Regions from separate parts of the Anas platyrhynchos genome. Here region 1 is linked to region 2. The links are chromatin contacts, called in public Hi-C maps. All regions are on one chromosome and are shown on one strand. Each heading gives the region's core, a stretch centred on a gene start, on an enhancer-like site or on the middle of the called end of the contact. The rest is flanking DNA. Distances are from core to core; before and after follow the strand shown. Region 1 overlaps TNIP3 (TNFAIP3 interacting protein 3). Region 2 holds the start of TNIP3 (TNFAIP3 interacting protein 3).

Region 1 (3,942 bases), core at 71-2,570, 55 kb after region 2:
GGCAACTGCAAAGGCATAAAGCAAGGTAGGCTCAAGGCTAAGCTTGTCATGTGGTATTCAGTGGGCTATGAAAAAGGCAGGATGTTCTTTGATCACAGTTGCTCATCGTTAGGTTGGATAAAATGATAATCTTCTGTCAGACAGTGTGATAGACGTCATTTTTTTGTGCTGTGTGAGCACCTCCGGTCTCCACCAGAATGCTAACTGCTTGCATCTGAGATACTGGAGAGATTAAAAGATGTTTGCAATTGAAAACTGGAAAAAAAAAATCATAAAATGTTTGCCCTACTACTGTTTATCCCTTAAAAAGATCCACGTCTTTAGTATTTTGTATCTTATTTATAATTGTTAAAATGGATATTCCCCAGTAAGCCTTTTAATTATGACTATCTACAAACAGTGAAGCTGTGGACTGTTTCAGTTGATGTGCCACTGTGGAATTGTCATTTTGTATTGTTCATTTAAAAAAAAAAAAAAAAAAAAAGAAAAATAGCGAGGGAAAATCTTTTGGTTGCAGGACTGTAAAGAGGGATCCTTTTGGAATGCATCCCACTGCTTGGCCATTGTTTAAAAAGCAACCATATAACAAAGTGGATTAAAATTTCTGTTGTGGCTCTGCTGAAATTCACATAGTCATAATGATTGCAGGTACAAATATATGAAGAAGACTTCAGAAAGGAGCGATCTGACAGAGAAAGACTTAATGAGGAGAAAGAAGCATTGCAGAAGATTAACGAGAGATTACAGTCTCAACTGAATAAACTAAACTCTCAGGTATGAGTCAAAAGAAAGTCACTATTGCCAGCACATGTGTATTTTATTTTTATTTTCTCACTCTCCACACAATCCAAGGCTTTCTGGCTTCCATTAATTGACATTGGATTTTATGTGAGGTCACCACCTGGGATGAAATCATTCTGAAGTAATGCAGTAAGAAGATGAGAAATGATTAGAGACAACTTCCAAATTAAGTAGATGAAGGGAGTGTTTATTGCAAGAACTCTTCAAACATATCTTAAAATACAAGGGGGGAATCAAAAACAAATCCAGAGGACTCTTGATTGTTTCACTGGCACTTGATATGAGAGTTGTAACATCAAACCAGCTTTTGAAATAAAAAGCGTCTGTAATGAATCCTGACCTCTGCTATGGAATTACAGAGCAATATTAATATCACTGAGGAAAAAAAAAGTCTCCATCCAAATTAGCTGAGCAGCCTCTGGAATAATTTCTTGTTGCAACATCCTTTTTATCTCTTCAGAGTAGTGTCAGTATTCTGTTCACAGACATTCAGGAAGCCAAAGCAAAGTCATGGCATGCAAAATTTTGAGCTTTCTCAACTCCCTTTAAAAGTTATGAAATTTTGAGGTTTCCTGTCTTGACAGAGTTGTGCAATGTTTTAAAAGAATGGCTGATTACCAAAATGTTCTGTGATGATTTATTGTTCTCCCCAACTTTGTTTTGAAACAGAAACTGCGGTATTGCCTTATTTTCAGCCAAGCCATTCATCAATACTAGTAAGATCTTGCAATAGAGTGAGAGACAAGGTGCTGTCCAGTGTTCCTCACTGCCACCAGCTTCAGTTGTAGAGGAGCACAGGTTGGGCATCTTGACTGATGCTAGGGCACTGCTGCAGTTGGGCCTGAGGCTAACCTGTGCTTTTGTAGGTGCTTGGAAGCATTCCATGCAGGTGTAAAAAACAAACAAACAAAATGGCAGTGCCAGAGTGAATGCTGTGATTTGCCATTCAGGGCATCCCAGGCATGCAGAAATACCTCGGACAAATCTGCTATTTTGCATGCAATAACTTTTAGTTATCTTTCCCCTACCCACTAGCCCACTCCTGGTTGGTTCAATAAGGTGTGTCTGTGTGTAGGACACATCTGTAGATGTCTTTGTACTCCAAGACATCTTCTATATATTTTTGCTTCATCTAGAGACCATAGAAACCTAAACTTCTTGTATGGCCCTGACTGGTCAGTCAGTGGATGCTGTGAGAACCTCTCACAGCAGTGACAGTGAGCAGAGGGACTATAAATGGGGCTAACAGGCCTCTCCCACTCCTCCCCAGCCCCTCTGGACCAGGACCAGTGATTTATCTGCAGTGCATGCATACTGTGCGCCCTACAGGTGGTACAAGCTCTGTGTGATATGCCCCTGCATTGCAGTGACATTGCAGCTTTGGATGTGATTTTTAAGGGTTTGATTTATCAGGGTGAATATTTCATTTATTTTCAGATTAAGACCTGTGTGAAGGGAAAGGAAAAACTAGAAAAGCAGTTGCAGCAGCAGGTATGTTTCTGTTTACCTGTGTCTTGTTGTTGGATGTAAATGAAATGCTGGCCCTTGGGAGCAGTGAGGAACTATCTCAATTTCTTACGCTCCTGGTCGCTGCCTCTGCTTGTCAGCCACCAAAGCCAGTGGCATTAGATGTGACAGGAGGGGCTGAAGGGTTCAAGCTCTTTATGTTGGGAGAACGAGCACCTCCTTTCTTCCTCCTCTTACCCTCTTGGGAGGGAGGAAGGAGGGCACTTAATCTCACAACATAGAGATCTTGAACCCTTGCCAGAGGATTGGTGCTGTACATAACTGGCTATCATCTGCAGGACAGATGCTGGGACTTGCAGGTGTATTCTAGTTGACACAGGAGATGGAAACTAGTGGAGTAGTACCTGAGGCTCACCTATATACAGAGGATCAGTACCAGGCTTTAAGCTATCCTGTGTGTGTGTTCAGCTTCAGCTGCTGACCCAAATCTATTCCATGAGTTATCTGTGGCTATGGATGGATGAGAGAGACCAGTACAGTGTGAATTTGCAGTGCCTCAGATGTTCCACAGTATTTGGCCCTGCTCAATTCCTCCTTTTTCATTTAGCCTTTATCACAGGGAATTTCTGAGGCACTGGTACACACACAGGCAGCCGCTGCTGAGTAGTTGTGGCACTGGCAGCCTACACTTGGGAGCATCTTGTTTGTCTCTTCCTGCTTTGGGATGTGATTAAACAAGCTTATGAAGTACTTTAAATACAAGAGGAGCCATGCAGTGTATTTACTAGTTTATTTTCTTAAGTCAAATTATTTAGTTCTGACTCATCTTTCATTCCTCCTTGTTCTGTCCTTAGGCAAATTCCCATTAATTCTACTGGGATGCAGAAAGCCTAAGAAAAGGCACAACCGAATCTCAAGACCATAGACTTTGGTCCTTTACCAATATTATTTATTTTTCTTGTTATGCAAATGCCTGTCCACATGTAGGTCTGCTTCAAACCATTGAATGTTACTAATGTGTAATGAAGATCTCTTGAATATGGAAAGCATGCAGAAATATGCTTGCCACATATTGAAAAAAGATATTTTCTAACATAAAAGGTGTCAAGAATCTGGCATGAGAAAAGTCAAATTTCTTAAATGCTTTTAAAATTGTGAACAGTCTGAAGAAGCTAAACTGAAAGCATTGTTACTAATGCTGACAAAGGGGATTTTCTTCCCTGTTGCTTTTCACCAATGAATTTGTATGTGGATATTCTGTTGGTTGTCATATCCTGCTAGTAATGCATTTTTTTTTTCTTGCTTTGCTTAATTTTTGACAGACAAAAGACCTCCCGGTACAGTCTGAGAGACCCAGTTACCCACCTCCACTCTTTCTCTCCCCATGCGTTAATTATGGGAACTGTGGGTTGGTCCTTCACTATCAAGATCCTCGAGTACATCCAATGTCTCGCAGGGCACACGAACAGCAGCAACACTCAGTAAGGTTCCCACCTTCTCCAGTTTCACAGGGGCACTGATTTTCTCACAGTGTGGTGACCACAGAAGAATTAACATGGTGCTATCACACTGTCCTCATCAGTTACTAAATCTGTTGTTCTTTTGGCTTGTTTTGGTGCCAGGTCAAGGTTTTTTACTGGTTTTAGAATTACCTCTAGATCTGAAAGAGCCTTT
Region 2 (3,751 bases), core at 565-3,064:
AAAACAAATAAAGGTGAGTCCTATGGATCATAGCTTGAGCACGTAAGACTCAACTGCTTGCATTGCTTGGGACGTCCTTTGGAACCTGACATTTAGCCCAGGGATGAGGTGAACTGAACACTTTCTGCAGCAATTAACTAACTACAGTGCACTGCCTGCCAGGCAATAAGCAATGTAAGTCATTATACCTGATATAATTGTGCCTTTTTGGGGCAGGAGACTGACTAGGTCCGTGAATGTACCTCTGTGCTGCTCAGCTGTTCTGCTCATGTTCAGCATGCCATCTGCTTCAATTTTCATAGCATAGAAACAATTGGGCACTGAAATGTAACTGCTACTTGAGCTCTCTGACTTGCTCTGTATTAATACACATCTCTCAAGTGGTATATAATTTTCTAGATATGGGAATCTGGGGTGGAGTGGGGGAACACAGGGAGGGGGAGTAATTTTTGTCCAGCACAGTAGCTTTGCATTCATACTTTGTTCATACAGTACTCGACAGAAAGGGTCTTAAGCAATTACTGGAAATGGGGATCCTATCGTGCCATCATATCTGAAGATAATGGGTATTTGAAAGACATCTGTGACACTCAGGGATAGGTGTGAATGTTAAAAGATGGGTATAAAACTTAATGAAGAATATAAAACACGACATCTTTCCTAGTATTAATGGGGAACCGTGGCAGATCTGGTGATTGATTTTGTCCCTCTTTCTATATTAGGAGTCTGAAAACAGGGACAATGCATCTTCTGCTGACTCTTATGTAAAACTTACCTTGTTGCACATTTTTGAGACAGTTCATTGAAAGATGATGCCTAAGTTGCAGTGCTTTTCCCATTGATCAATGTTTGCTTGGTTCATTCACTATTCAAATTATTGCCTAGATGGTTAATAGGCCACAACTTAAAGTACAGAGTTACACAAGTAAACATGCTTCTGTCCACATTTTGTCTTTTATTTTCGCGTGTTTTCAAAGCTGTCCATAGCATTCTCCGTGGGAAAGAGGAAGGCTATTTTAGCTAGCAATGGTAGGGGAGGGTGTTTGAGGAAGATTTTGGCTGATGCATCTCTAGTGACACCTTGTGGGATGTTTTACAGAATCTTCTGTAACTTTTTTTTTTTTTTTTTTTTTTTTTTTTTTTTTTTTTGAGGAATAAACAAACTGAAAGGCTTATTTAACAAGAAGTTGTCCAAATACTCCACATGAGATATGTTTAAATTTCTGCACCAGTTTAGAGGTTTTGCCTTTTTGGTTTGTTTTGGGTTTGCTTGTTTGTTTTTCTCTTCCGGGACTGTCATTGTAACTTGTAGTTAGTAGGATAAAATAAATACACAACCAAGATGCTATGTGGCAGCTACAGACAGCAGAGAACTGAAAGATGATACTTGGTTTGTCAGATTTTCATGGTGACTGCTGGATTTTCATTCAGTACATTTTCTGGAATTGCTACTTTATAAGCCAGATGTTCAGGTTTAAAACTGAGGTTTCAGAACTGATGCAGCAAATTAATTGAATTAATCTTTCCTTGGAATAGTACATTTGTTTCTCTGTTTTTAAAATTGATATTATATACAGTACTCTTTACAAAACACCTGGAAACAATTACTGTTCTTACTGAATTCTCTGTTTACATAATCAGACCCCCCCCCAGTGCTGCATTCTGGAACAAAAAGTACCAAAACAGTTAGCTGATCTTTTGCAAACAGCAGTTAAAGTGGAATCTCTGTAAACAGAATATTGGCTCTTGATTTTTGTCAGACCATTTTTTTTTTCTTAGGGTGAACAGATGAAGTCAATTGAAACAACATCCCCTTGTAGACTCAGCTAGTAATTAATTCAACAGGACTTCAAATTAGGCTGATTTAATGAAGTATTAGACTTCTGATGAAGTATTCTCAGCAAAAGGAGGTAGAGATAATGCACTTGAAATAGGTAGGTCCTGTGGACTATAACTGATATTCTAGCTTCATTTTTTCTTGAAACATCAAACCCATTACAGACCAGCACAAACACACGCAAAAGGCATATATATCATTGTTCAAAGCACTTTGGCATGCTTTCTCAACTATTTCTTTATATATATATATATTTTTTTTTTCATGTTTTACAGTAAGCCAGGTAAGATGGTAACTGCCTTTCACTTGTTTAGCTTTGAAATCTAGAAACATGGCAGACTTAAAAGTCTATTACAGTTTCACCTTCCATGGCTATGTGCCACTAAAGTTGTTCCTAGAACCTGAGAACTTGCAGTGAACTTTAATCTGTAAGAGAGAGATAAGCTAAAGGTCGCATTTTTTTCCTCAGAAAGACATGAGTGCCATGAAAAATAAGAGTTGGGTGCTTGTTTCTGCTCCAGTGAACTCAACAGTGACCTTTAACTTTCAGTTTAGTGGCTTCAGGACTATCCTTTAGATGCAGGACAGCTGCGAGGTAGAGGAGAGGGCTGAAGAAGGCCATTCCCAAAGCTGCTGGTGTGCATAGGTGAGGAGGTGAACTGGGGCAGTGGAGAAAACAAGGTAAGTGGCAAAACTAGCTGTCGTTTCTTTTGCATGCAAATGTTTGAGAAAAAGAACGTTTTGCTGAGTGAAGTCACTGCTGCATGCCAGAAATAGCAGCCCCATGTGCATGTGACATACCTGCTTAACACAAACACAAAAATCTATTATAGGCCCTTCTTTAAAATAAAAATAATTGTTAGTAAAGAATAAGATTTGATTATGATCATAAAACAATGAGAGAAATAGCAGATTCATTGTTTTTATTCAGTGGTTTTATTGAATATGCCTTTGGAATTTCTGCTTCTCTTGCTTCTCTCTTGCATAGGCAGCATTTTGTTTGTTCTTTGCTGTTATTTCTGGACAATTTGGTGCCAAGTTATTTTTCTAATCTTCACAGTCAATGTGTCTACTTCTGTGATTACAGGACGTAGCTTTGTTATATAAAATGCAATTGGCTGGGCTGACAGAAAGGTGAGTATCTGGTTCCTAGTTAATACCAGGAAAAACATACCTGGCCTATATAAAATGGGTTCAATTTAATTATTTTTATCCACTATTTTCTTAATAAATGCTAATAACTTCTGTGAAGGAAATATATTTCATAATAAATTTCCCTTTCCTGCAGTGTTTTAAGGTTAACTTGCATGTTTTCTTCAGTACAATTCTGAAAACTGCTGCAAACTCTGGAGACACAAACCTCAACCTGAACCCTCTAGCTATTTGTCTTACATGCTAAGTATACCAAAAATATTTTAAATGCCTGTTGGTGATGCTAAATAAAGGCATGGGAAAATACCAAAATAGGAGGATTGAAGAACAGCAGAATTCCCTTTACTTGAATCAATATGTATCTTTACTGTGTTAACTAACCCAACTGATCTAAAAAATGCAAGTTGCAAAATTATGCTGTTTTCTGTCATGAATGGTGTATTTTATATTTAGATGTTAAACAAATATACTCAGGCTCCTTCTAGTGGATGTATATCTGTGTGTATCTGGTATTTGGTCAGTTCAGTTTGCTGGTTTGATTATGAGTTTTCCCCACAAGATCTGTCATTTGGTTAGGCGCTGTGGGAGAGAACTGTCCTGGGAGCTCTGATCCCAGAGCAGATTGCCAATGAGTGTGGGTGATTTCTCTTTCTATTTTTTTTTTTTCCTTTTTTTACATGTACACTTAGTTATAGATGAATTTTGAAACTAGTTGCAATAGTTTTCCAGAAGTGAAATAGTAATATTAGCCTGGAGAAGAAC

Evidence for each region. Hi-C and Micro-C count contacts between places; a contact is called where the count stands out from the background.
Region 1: a Hi-C map of F1 follicle shows a contact between it and region 2, with 1.9 times the contacts expected there. The contact joins the enhancer-like site here to the promoter of TNIP3 in region 2. A contact is called at or near these places in 4 of 8 Hi-C or Micro-C datasets (F1 follicle, liver, skeletal muscle and 1 more).

What each region holds. Positions count from the first base shown.
Region 1 is chr4:46,904,556-46,908,497 of IASCAAS_PekinDuck_T2T, forward strand. It overlaps TNIP3 (TNFAIP3 interacting protein 3), which reads left to right. Exons shown (of 15, transcript XM_072037485.1): 11 at 649-774; 12 at 2,239-2,292; 13 at 3,591-3,749. Among named protein-coding and RNA genes, the nearest start is that of NDNF, 32 kb to the right of the region's middle. Within about 2 kb of position 1,321, at least 1 of the 8 cell types and tissues checked has an H3K27ac peak or open chromatin away from gene starts, as enhancers often do.
Region 2 is chr4:46,848,635-46,852,385 of IASCAAS_PekinDuck_T2T, forward strand. It overlaps TNIP3 (TNFAIP3 interacting protein 3), which reads left to right and starts at 1,815. Exons shown (of 15, transcript XM_072037485.1): 1 at 1,815-1,934; 2 at 2,388-2,518.